Regions from separate parts of the Mus musculus genome. Here regions 1, 2 and 3 are each linked to region 4. Evidence: chromatin contacts called from public HiChIP or PLAC-seq data. All regions are on one chromosome and are shown on one strand. Each heading gives the region's core, a stretch centred on a gene start, on an enhancer-like site or on the middle of the called end of the contact. The rest is flanking DNA. Distances are from core to core; before and after follow the strand shown. Region 1 has its middle 16 kb from the start of Gm33650. Region 2 holds the start of P2ry1 (purinergic receptor P2Y, G-protein coupled 1). Region 3 has its middle 42 kb from the start of Gm33650. Region 4 overlaps Mbnl1 (muscleblind like splicing factor 1).

Region 1 (2,700 bases), core at 139-2,638, 290 kb after region 4:
TTTATGATGTACAACTTAAGAAGAAATATAACAAAGTAACTATTCTCCTGTATTGCTCAAGTTGAACAGAATTTTGGTGACAAAAATTTGATAATTTTCTATGTTTTTTTCTATTTGTAATTAAGGTTTCCTAAGGAAGCTACTTTGAATTTAAGCAGATAAATATTCCTCACCAAAATTTTAATTTATTCATTTACATTTATTGGCACATATAGAGAAATATTTTATTTAATTTTTCATTGTATTTGATCTTAAAATTCCACATTTCTTCAGTGGGCTCCCTAAAGGTACTTTTGTTGTGTTTTATTGGCATTTCCCATTATTTTCTGGATGTTTTACCTGTTAAAATATAACAAATTAGTCTGGGCTCATCTTGCACTTTCTCGGACCAACCTTTTCATAGAATCTTTTCTCCACTGATTTCTACTTTTCTTAAGGGAATATTGCTTGCCCAAATCAAGGTCTAAGTGCTAGAGATGCTCTTTGCTATTGGAGAGAAACCATTCTGGTGTTCTCAGTGGAGAGAGCTAAGGTAGAGAGACACAGACACATAGACACACGATGTCCCTCTCCTCTCCTCTCCTCTCCTCTCCTCTCCTCTCCTCTCCTCTCCTCTCCTCTCCTCTCCTCTCCTCTCCTCTCCTCTCCTCTCCTCTCCTCTCCTCTCCTCTCCTCTCCTCTCCTCTCCTCTCCTCTCTTCTTCTTTCCTTCCTCCTTCCTTCCCTCCTTGATTCTCTCAATTTATACCCCTTCTCCCTTCCTCCCTTTGTCTCACTCTTTAAGTTGAGACAAAATCTTGCTGTGAATGTGTAGTCAGGTTCCTTCAGTCTTGTGGCTTGACTCTTGTCCTCATACCTTAGTTGTCTGAGTGTTGATAGTTATCATCCTGATTTGGGTAAGTGTCTTTCACTAAAAGTTGTGGCATAAATACAAAGACAGATAGTTAGGGTTATGGAATGGTCAGTATTTTGGAAAACTCTAGATTATATTTCACTCCTAAGAGTGAAGCTTGCTTCAGGTGCCCATATACCACACAACTATAAACTCCAGAAGATGCTGTCACCAGTAGCTTAAATATGCAACAGCAATAAAATGAAATGTTCTTTTAAGTAGAGATAGAGATCCCTAACAAATTTCATTGTATACATTTATTTTCTTTGCCCTTTATATTTTTAATATGGAGTTGTTCCTACTGGAGTGAATCAGGATGCTTTGCAGGCCTAAAATCTGATGATCTGATTCCTTAAGGTGTGCACTATGATGTGAACGTGAAATGCCCTATACGTTCATGCATCTGAATACTTTGTCCCCAGATTACAGCACCGTTCCAGAAAGTTGTAGGATTTTGAGGAGTTTGAGACTTGTTCAAGGAACTGGGAATGAGCAAGCCTTGAGGACTTACAACCTAGTTTCAATATTTGTTCAATCTGATTCCTGACTGTAGATGTAATGTTATAAACAATCTTGGGCTTCTGCCATCATGGCTTTCCTGTCATAAAACTGTATCACTGGGAACTATAAGCCAATATAAAGCTTTCTTCCCTTAAGTTGCTTCTTTTATTGTACTTGGTTATAGCAATGAGAAAAGTAACTAATAAAATATGTCTCCTCCTCCTCCTCCTCCTCCTCCTTTTCATTTCCTCTTCTAACTGCTCCTTCTCCTTGTTGGGTTTTTTGAGACAATATTTTTCTGTGCAACTTTGGCTGTTCTGGAACTCACTCAAACTCAGAGATATGCCTAACTCTGCGTTGAAGGTACTGGAATTAAATGCATGCACTACCACCACCGAACATAAATTATATATATGAATATGAATAATACTCCCTAATTATACCACAATGATGGCAGTGAAGAGCAGGATTATCTAAAACATTTATTTATATTTTGTTTCTTCCTGTTACTTCCACACAAATACTTGTGAAGCATTAGAATAAAAGTGAAGATAAAGAAAATTCTGTATTCTTGGGAAAGGAGACAGAATTTTATTAGCCCAAGAGGCAATATTTACAGTGGTTGAGAGCAAATACTGAGTCTTATACATATCTGGGAATAAATCCAAGCTCTGTCCTTTCCTGGATACAAAGCAATTTGTTCCAAAGCATTACCTCACCTGGAAAATAGTCCTACAATACCTAACTCACAGAGTTACTATGAAGTTGAAATGAGGCATTATGTATTGGTCTTTGAGTGTATTACATGATATTTAAGCAATCATTTGCCATTTGTAATACATTTTCTCTTCATTACATTATTTTGTGTCATTTAATCAAAAAAAAGTTACAAATTTGATGACAAACAAGTTACTAGAGTTAGGCACCAGGCCAGTAATCATGAACAGATTAACTCATTGATTTTTAAGTTTCCTATTCAAAAGCATGGCTCTAAGCCGTAGCATGAAAATAATATTTTGACTGAAGGAATGAACAAGTGATTTTATATCAGAAGCAGATCTTGATCTGGTTTCTGAAGAAACCTTGGGAAGCATGGTAGAAAATATGTTTGAAAATGTCAACAAGAGTTGTTATTATTCCCATGCCCTTTTATGTTCATGTTCATTTTTCTTTCAAAATGTGTGAGCTAATGTCTACATCAGTTTCTTAAATCGCAACTGGACTCATTGACTACTTGGCCAACTTAATGTTGCCAGGACTTTTTTTTTTTTTTTTTTTGGTAACTTTAGACACCATCACCATAGTCTC
Region 2 (2,700 bases), core at 165-2,664, 380 kb before region 4:
GAGAGTTGTCCAGGTCATTGTAAATCAAAGCTTTAACAATTAATCCATAACAGCCCAAGATCAGCACCAAAGGGATGCAGAACATGGCCACAGTCGTGCACATACTGTAGATGAAATAACTTCGCAGGTAATCATTGGACGTGGTGTCATAGCAGGTGACAGTTTTGTTTTTCCGAGTCCCAGTGCCAGAGTAGAAGAGAATAGGGGAGATGGCCACCACCACAATGAGCCACACCAGCACGCTGACATAAATGGCATTCTTCTTCTTGAGCCTGCCCAGAGACTTGAGAGGGTACACCACGCCACTGTACCTGTGTGCGCTGATGCAGGTGAGGAACAAGATGCTACCGTAGAGATTTACGTGGAAGATGAATCTCTGCAGCTTGCACATAGCATCCCCGAAGATCCAGTCAGTCTTGTTGAAGTAGTAGAAGATGAGGGCTGGTAGGGTGAGCACGTATAAAAAGTCAGCCAGAGCCAAATTGAACATGTACACGGAGATGCCGCTCCAAGGCTTCATGTGGAAAACGAACATCCAGATAGCCACGCTGTTGCCTAGGAAGCCTATGATGAACACTAAAATGTAGACAGCCGGCAGGTAGTAGAACTGGAAACCGGTCTTGGTCAGGGCACATTGGAATGAAGAGGAAACTGCTGCAGTTGAGGCGACAGTACTGTTTCCCCAAAGCGAGCCCAGGCCCGCCAGAAAGGCAGCATCCGTCCCGTTGGGGACAACCGACCAAGGCACCTCGGTCATCCTCTTCTTTCCAACTCAGGCAGCTACTAGAAAGGGCAGACCGCGGCGAGCGGGCAGCAGCGGCGAGAGACTCAGCGCGCATCGGAGGCGCAGGCCAGGGACCGCGCGCGGGAGTTCCCCACGGGTCGGAGCGCGCAGGGGCTCGCCCACGCCGGCTCTGGCCGCGCTTTTGTCGCGGGCCATGAAATTCGCCCGGAGCTGCGACCGATCTAAGCTGAAGGACGTGCGGGCAACTTCCCGGTCCAGCTGGCGGCGCGGAGGTTACACAACAGGACGCGCAGGGCACCTCCACCAAGTTTGCAAGTGCGCTCCCGCGCAGGGCGACTGATAGGCGCTGCTCAGAGCGCCTGGGGCGCGGCGGGTCAAGTCCAAGTAGTTCGGCTGTTCCCAGCGGCCCGAAGGCGCAGGCCAACCACCTCCTCTCTGATCAACTTTGCCTGGCCATCTGCCTACTCCCTACCTTGCAACCCGGGACCTTCACCAGGGACGCCGCGACTCTTCTTCCGGCCACATTCTGAGCCCGCGCTCAACCTTGGAGGTCTTTTGGAGAGCGCGTGGCCTCGGACCCTGGCGTACTACCTACCCTGTACCCCGCTCACAGTCCATGAAGGCTGCAGCTCGTCTCCGCGCTCGGCTGGGTCTCGAGTGCAGGGGGCAGGAGAGAAAGCCAGGCTCCCAGCGGGGTGGGCGGAGCCTAGGAGCCCGGGCGAGTCTGTGCTCCGCGGGGAGGCAAGGGGCGTGTCTCCGCCGTGCAAGCTCCGGGCCGCCGGCTCAGGGCTGGGCGCCCAGGGCGGGAGGTGGCCTCTGGAAGCAGAGATCGCGGTGCCCCTGCACGCCTGGCAAGGCCGCCACCACTCGAATCAGTGGTCAGAACAAAAGGTGCTCTAGGGCAGCGGTGGCTTCTGGCCAGCGTATGGCTGGAGGGGTTTCCTCGGTCCTCCACCAGCTAGCTCTGTAAAGTGAAGTTGCTGACACGCTGAAAACCTTCTGGACGCTGGCAGCGTTGTGTCTAAAGCTTTGAGCTGAGCAGTCTGAGACAGACATCTCCGGAGCCTCCCCGGAACTCGCAAGGTGTTTGCAGGCTCCAGACAACCAGCGGTTTGCAGGTGGGCACGCCCTGGCCCTGCACAGCGCCTTGCTTTGCCCAACGCGTGTAGGAACCTGCTGATCCCAGAGGGTGCCAGCTCTGAATGAGTGAGGGTGGTAAGCGGCATGGGCAAGTCGCTTTCTGCCCTTCATGTCTGTTTGTTTTTATTGTTGTTTGCTTTATCCAAATACTATTTTTTGCACTACTTAGAAAAATGCTAATACACCGGCATCACTGGTAACATTATTGTGAGAATGTACATAAGAACCTGGTCTAACTGCTTAGTTAACGCAGCACACATCATCAGTCCAACTTGACTGCTAACACTTGCTGGAAAGAACAAGCGCCCTCCCTCCAACCTCCAGTTACCATTTACATACATTTAAATAATAGAGACTACAGTGAAAATGATTCTGAATCAAGCTGAATATTAAACACAGCTTTATAAAGAAAGAGGGTTCATTTGTTGAGGGATAACTTTACAGTTTGGCTTTATTGTGAATCTTATTTCTTAAAATGCCTGTTCCTCTAGTAGATACCTTTCAAATTTAGACAGAGACCAATGTAATTATTTTATTTTTTGTAAATCTTAGTCTAGGGTTCCAAATGCATAAAAAATGTGGGCAATATATAAAAAAAAAGTGTTTAATTGTAAACTAAATGGATTGTTTCCTACCTGAAGACATGATTAAACAGACCCACCCAAGAATGGAACCAAGCCCTTCTTGACAATCTACTGATTAATGTATTTTATGTGCCATATTAACAAATACATTTTTTCTTGTAAAAAAAAAGTACGAGGATAGAATACCTTCGATTATATTCTATAGCCATTTCATTCTAGTTTCATATATTA
Region 3 (2,700 bases), core at 144-2,643, 350 kb after region 4:
GTACTCACTGATAAGTGGATATTAGCCCAGAAACTTAGAATATCCAAGATATAAGATACAGTTTTCGAAACACATGAAACTCAAGAAGAATGAAGACCAAAGTGTGGACACTTTGCCCCTTCTTAGAATTGGGAACAAAACACCCATGGAAGGAGTTACAGAGACAAAGTTTGGAGCTGAGACAAAAGGATGGACCATCTAGAGACTGCCATATCCAGGGATCCATCCCATAATCAGCCTCCAAATGCTGACACCATTGCATACACTAGCAAGATTTTGCTCAAATGATGGCTTTTAAGAGACAGCCAGAAGGGTAATTTTAAAAGAGGAAGGTAGTGTCAAAAGGTTTGAAAAGACAGAACCATTAGGTGATTCAGGGCTTAACTAACAAACTAGTATATTGGTGGGTGAATGCAGGAATTCCAACCCTGAATGGGATAGGATCATAACTTTCCTGAAGGGACATAGGTTATTTTTCTTCCCTTCTTTCAGGAAGGAGGGATGGGTCAGTGCACAACAGTTAAGTTTGGCCCCAGGGTTCTGTTTGCTATGAGTCTAGGATAGTGGAATGAGAATGTATTAGTCTGTTTAAGTGAACCTTATTTCTTTACCATTTTCTGCTCTTCAAACATGCCTTTTCACTGCACACAGTTTTCAAGAAGTTATCTTTTCTTTTTTTAATGAATTCTTTTCTGCACATAGAATGAACATACTAGGGTAGAACCCCTTTTTAAGATATCCCATTGAGAGTCATTGCCTCAGATTATTTCAGTAGAACAGAGAGAACAATAAAGATTTTTTTTTTTCTGAATGGCTGAAGGTGGGGATTTTTAAACATGGAGACCACTGAACTATAGGGGAAAGAAGTCATCAGGATGAGAAAAGGCATAAGCAGACCAATGAGAGAGGCAGGATCCAGGCTGAGACTGAAAGGATATTTTCTCACCTCCAGTTGGACTTTGGTTTCTTTCACTAACCATTCCCCACCCTTTAGGATTGCTGACACATTCCAGTAATATCTCCAGCAAATAACCTTTTCTCCCTTTCTTTTATTTTGCTTAAACTAGCTAGAGTCCTTTTGTTGTGGAGTTAAAATTGCTCTAAATTATACCTGAATTGAGACATTCACTCTGCAAAAAAAATTCAGAAATCAATGACAAAAAGTGAACATTGATTGAGGTTTTTTCAACTAAGGTTTGGCAGCTGAAGGTCAAGGAGTAGAAGAAAATGTCCTGAAAAAGCAAGTGAAGTGATAGGTAAATAGACTTGTAGTCAAGATTTAGTAATATAAACACAAAAGTGAAATGTTTTTACCTAAGAGGAGAAGGGTGGAATAAGTTGACAATGGCCAAAGTGGAAAAAGGAATTTCAAGTATGGGGTGTGGATAAGTACTTAATATTGTTAAAGGTTCACCAGCATTGGGGTGGTTCAAAGGCTCTTGACTTAGGCAAATAAATGAAGACTGTGCACTTTGCTTAGGTGTAAAGGGTTTCTGCAAAGAGAGAAGAATGCTGCCTAAAATCAGAGATAAATAATGAATGAGAGAAGCCTGCCCTTAAGGAAAGGAGACAGTAATTAGAAGAAGTTGCTTCATTAGTATGACAGATATTTTAGCCTACTTGATGTGACATGTGAGACAAAGCTGTGTGGTAAAGTTGACACAGTGCCTGCCTGTAGTTTACAGTCTAGTGAGTGGGGAGGCTTACAAGGGAAGCTTTTAAGACATACAACTAAAAACACACACACACACACACACACACACAAGTACTCTACAGTTATTTTGGCTTTATAATGACCTATCAAAGTTTATAAACACACACATGCACAAAGACACACACACCTAAACACAAACACACACACCTATATATATACACACACACACACACACACTACATATAGTCTAAGATAAATTTTGAATTTCAAAGGCAAATAAATTGTTTATAACTTCTTTTCTCGCCAACTTCCCATACAATTCCAATCCACAAGCAGACTGTTCTGCCGAGAGACCAATAGCTTGAGAAGTAGTTCCTTCTCTTCCCTGAGAAATGAGTAATGTGAGGAATGAACAGCCTTAAGTACCACTAACTAGAGAGTGCCGCACTGAGGACTGTTGAAGCAGACAGCAGCATCCAGAGGAATCATACCAGAAATATTAGTTCACTCTTTTTACTTTCTTAATAACAATAAAAAACTATATGTATAACTATATGTATGCTTTCTCTTCACTATAGATCTTTTATTTCAAAGTAGTTATGTAAAGCTCTTTATAAATGAGAAATTTTTGTGTTTTTAATGGCACACTCCTAAGTCTCTTCTTTTTTCCAACAATGGGAAGGTAAAAGAATAAAATTCTACAGTTGGGAGGCTCCTGTTTATGAATTACTCATATTATATTTACAGATATTGAAAAGGACTGCTATGAATTACTACTTTATTGCCTAGCTAGTGTTTCTACATTTAGTAACATTAAAAGTTAATAGTGTCCAAAGACCACTGAAACACTGATATAATTTCTCTAATGTTAGTGTGGGGTAAATACAGAAACTCAGGATACCCAAGATATAAGATATAATTTGCTAAACACATTAAAATCAAGAGAATGAAGACCAAAGTGTGGACACTTTGCCCCTTCTTAGAATAGGAAACAAAACACCCATGGAAGGAGTTACAGAGACAAAATTTGGAAGTGTGACGAAAGG
Region 4 (2,700 bases), core at 19-2,518:
GCAGTCAATAAATTGTTAAAACTGAGATTCAATTATGTAATAGTTTCCTTATTTTTACTATTTATAAATATTTCAACATAAATTTTAAAAACTATAAATATTTATACTTATATTGATTATAATAAAAGCAACAGGTGAAAGATTTCTCTGCCTCGCTGGTCCAAACATCTACATCACCATCTAACAGTTTCCTGGCCTTTTCTTTATTTCTAGTAGTAGTGTAATGTGAGCCAACATATTAGTTGTCTTAAACTAGTTTAGCTCTTTAAAAAACTGTCTGATGGCACTGGCTGAGAGAAATATGATAGGTAGAGAGAAGTGATATGCTTCCAAGGAAGTTAAAATCATTATGGAAAACTGAAGATGGAGAACATGGAAGTCTGTGGAGCCATGAGTTGTTGGGGCCGAGGGCCATTCCTTCCCATCGCCTTGCCATTGGAAGATTCTTAAGGCACAGACTACATATGAGCTTATGAGCTTGGTCCAGGATGCTTGTATTCAAGGTCTTGCAAACATGTAATGGCTAAGGTGAATCATGGGGACTGAATGAAAATAGGAGAACATCTTCAAACCTGGGCTACACAGGGTAAGAGACAGAGGGGGAAAGATACTAGAGGATAGCCTCAAAATTCTCTCAGGAATGGTCTTTACTTCCTTCAGGTCCAGTGAAGTTAGAACTTGCCTTTATTTATATTTAAGGCAAAAATAAAATCAAATAAAATCAGTGTCACTGAAAGTCTTATTTCTGGCATATCAAAGGGGTTAAATTAATTTCTATGACATAAACGGGCTGTAGATTATAGCTGGTCTGTTTATGATCAGCTTAATTCTGAAGATTAAAGATAAAACAAGAAACTGTGTAGCTAAAACTGAAAAATCAATTAAATGAGCAAAAAACCCCACTGAACTTAATAAAGCAGTTATACTTAATATATTTTAAATAAGATAAAGGGCATAAAAAAAGGTGTGGAGTTTGGGGATTTGTAAGGGCTGTATTCTGAAATTCCTTTTAATGCAGTTATATGACAGGCTCATAGCTATTGAGAAACAAGCCCAGTTCCCTTAAAGTTCTGCTAAAAGTTTCCAGAGCCATGTAACTTATGACAAATCGCTACACTTCACTAGGCCCCATATTTCTCACTGGGAGCATGGACAGTCAAGCCAAACTTTGGGTTTGAGGAAAAAAAGGAGAGAAGACATCTAAGAGGTATTTGGCAGGCAATTACTGAGTCATTACTCAGCCAATGGTGACTCTTTGGAATGGAATGTGGAAAACAAAGAGGAGCACTGTGGGGCAGGAAACACTGCCCCTACCTGCCCCTACCTGTTGGCAGGTCTAGTGTAAATACCAGCATCCTGCAGGGCATGTAATCATGTGTGCTAAGTGAGTCAAAGGCAAGACAAAGACAAGGAGAAGAGAAGGAAGGAGGGAAGGAGAGGCCAGGGAGCTGAAGACAGAATGATGGACAGACACATGGGGTGGGGGTGGGAGGATAGAATCATGAATGGTGGACCAGATGATCAGATGCTATGGAAGTCTAAGTCTTTTCTTACATTAAATATGTGGGGGTTTTGTTTGTTTGTTTGTTTGTTTGGGTTTTGTTCTTTTCTTTTAGGTAGATGGTTAGCTAGAATCCTTGACTCATTGTCAAGAATCTAGTTCCTATATATGTAGTCACCTGTTCTATGGAGCTAGCACACTGTGCTTCCCTGTAATTTCAATGAAACAGACCCACACATCTACAGTTACTGTTGAAGCAACACACCTCATAGCCCTAAAAATCCAAGCTGTGAAAAATACAGTGTATTTTCTAAATTATACTGTAATTAATAGAATATTTCACCTGTATTAATTCTATAGTATATGCATATAAAATAAGCTAGATTTTGGGAAATGAGCTTATTCTGTCCAAGACACTACACATGTGATTATATTTGAATCTATGGTAAGGCTGACTTCCTTTAGTTCTAGAGGGAGTTTAAAAAGATAAAATCGCCAATATTTTCAAGCCAAAGAATTTGTAAATAAATACACAAATGTCTCAAAAACCTGGACAAAAATCACTAGACATAGCAATTTGTGCTGTGTTTGTCTGTGCAACCCTAGGAAGCAACCACTCAAGGATTCCTATCCACAAACACAACAAGATGGCCAGGGAGCTGCATGAGGCCTTGGGTACCCCTATCAGGCAGTCTGAACAAGGTATCCAAGAGCACACCTCTCATTTCATCATGGAATATTTTAATGAAATGTTTCAGCTAGCTGATGTACATGATGCACCTGATTCTATGTGGAAATGGCCAGTTTTCAGAAATGAACTATACAAAAAGTTTTGTTTCCTAGTAACATCTAATATGAGCATGATGTATTAATTTTCTAAGTCTAAAATAAACTGTCTCATTCTCTAATATCACAAAAATGTGATACTCTAAATACTGTCACCATAGCTCAATGTGCTAGATTTGTGATGCACATACCTAGCCATTCACTTACTAATTTGTTAATAAATTATTTTATCAAATATATATATTTCAAGTGTTCTCAAAGTAAAATTGTATAAGAAAGAAAAAGAGATTAGTGTGTCTTGGTAATTAATTTCAAAGCATAATGTAAAAAAGATGTATGAAATAAATTAAGAATATTCAAATAGTAAATTTCTAACCAACTAAGTGAGCTACTAGTATCTTATCCTTAGATCT

What was found. HiChIP or PLAC-seq counts read pairs in DNA pulled down with a chosen protein or histone mark.
Region 1: a contact with region 4 is called in a FOXA1 HiChIP or PLAC-seq map of pancreatic cancer cells. The contact joins two enhancer-like sites. A contact is called at or near these places in 3 of 15 datasets of contacts at CTCF or cohesin (CD8 T cells, large pre-B cells and pro-B cells), 33 of 484 Hi-C or Micro-C datasets (CD4 T cells, CD8 T cells, CD8 central memory T cells and 20 more), 6 of 115 datasets of contacts at active chromatin or transcription factors (CD8 T cells, bone marrow-derived dendritic cells, epiblast stem cells and 3 more) and 2 of 9 other capture datasets (embryonic stem cells and liver).
Region 2: an HNF4G HiChIP or PLAC-seq map of pancreatic cancer cells shows a contact between it and region 4. The contact joins the promoter of P2ry1 here to the enhancer-like site in region 4. A contact is called at or near these places in 1 of 39 promoter capture datasets (liver), 4 of 484 Hi-C or Micro-C datasets (the G1E-ER4 cell line, embryonic stem cells, liver and 1 more) and 2 of 115 datasets of contacts at active chromatin or transcription factors (pancreatic cancer cells and stem cell-derived epiblast-like cells).
Region 3: a contact with region 4 is called in an HNF4G HiChIP or PLAC-seq map of pancreatic cancer cells. The contact joins two enhancer-like sites. A contact is called at or near these places in 3 of 484 Hi-C or Micro-C datasets (all in uterus), 3 of 115 datasets of contacts at active chromatin or transcription factors (embryonic stem cells, epiblast stem cells and pancreatic cancer cells) and 2 of 9 other capture datasets (adipose tissue and pancreatic islet).

What each region holds. Positions count from the first base shown.
Region 1 is chr3:60,323,994-60,326,693 of GRCm38.p6, reverse strand. No RefSeq gene overlaps it. Among named protein-coding and RNA genes, the nearest start is that of Gm33650, 16 kb to the right of the region's middle. Within about 2 kb of position 1,388, at least 9 of the 459 cell types and tissues checked have an H3K27ac peak or open chromatin away from gene starts, as enhancers often do. A contact at or near this core is called in pancreatic cancer cells, where this site is marked.
Region 2 is chr3:61,001,499-61,004,198 of GRCm38.p6, reverse strand. P2ry1 (purinergic receptor P2Y, G-protein coupled 1) reads right to left here and starts at 1,414. Exons shown (of 2, transcript NM_008772.5): 1 at 1-1,414. The coding sequence starts at 757.
Region 3 is chr3:60,266,239-60,268,938 of GRCm38.p6, reverse strand. No RefSeq gene overlaps it. Among named protein-coding and RNA genes, the nearest start is that of Gm33650, 42 kb to the left of the region's middle. Within about 2 kb of position 1,393, at least 9 of the 459 cell types and tissues checked have an H3K27ac peak or open chromatin away from gene starts, as enhancers often do. A contact at or near this core is called in pancreatic cancer cells, where this site is marked.
Region 4 is chr3:60,616,394-60,619,093 of GRCm38.p6, reverse strand. The region is part of intron 6 of Mbnl1 (muscleblind like splicing factor 1); the gene reads right to left. Among named protein-coding and RNA genes, the nearest start is that of Mbnl1, 120 kb to the right of the region's middle. Within about 2 kb of position 1,268, at least 68 of the 459 cell types and tissues checked have an H3K27ac peak or open chromatin away from gene starts, as enhancers often do. A contact at or near this core is called in muscle stem cells, pancreatic cancer cells and stem cell-derived epiblast-like cells, where this site is marked.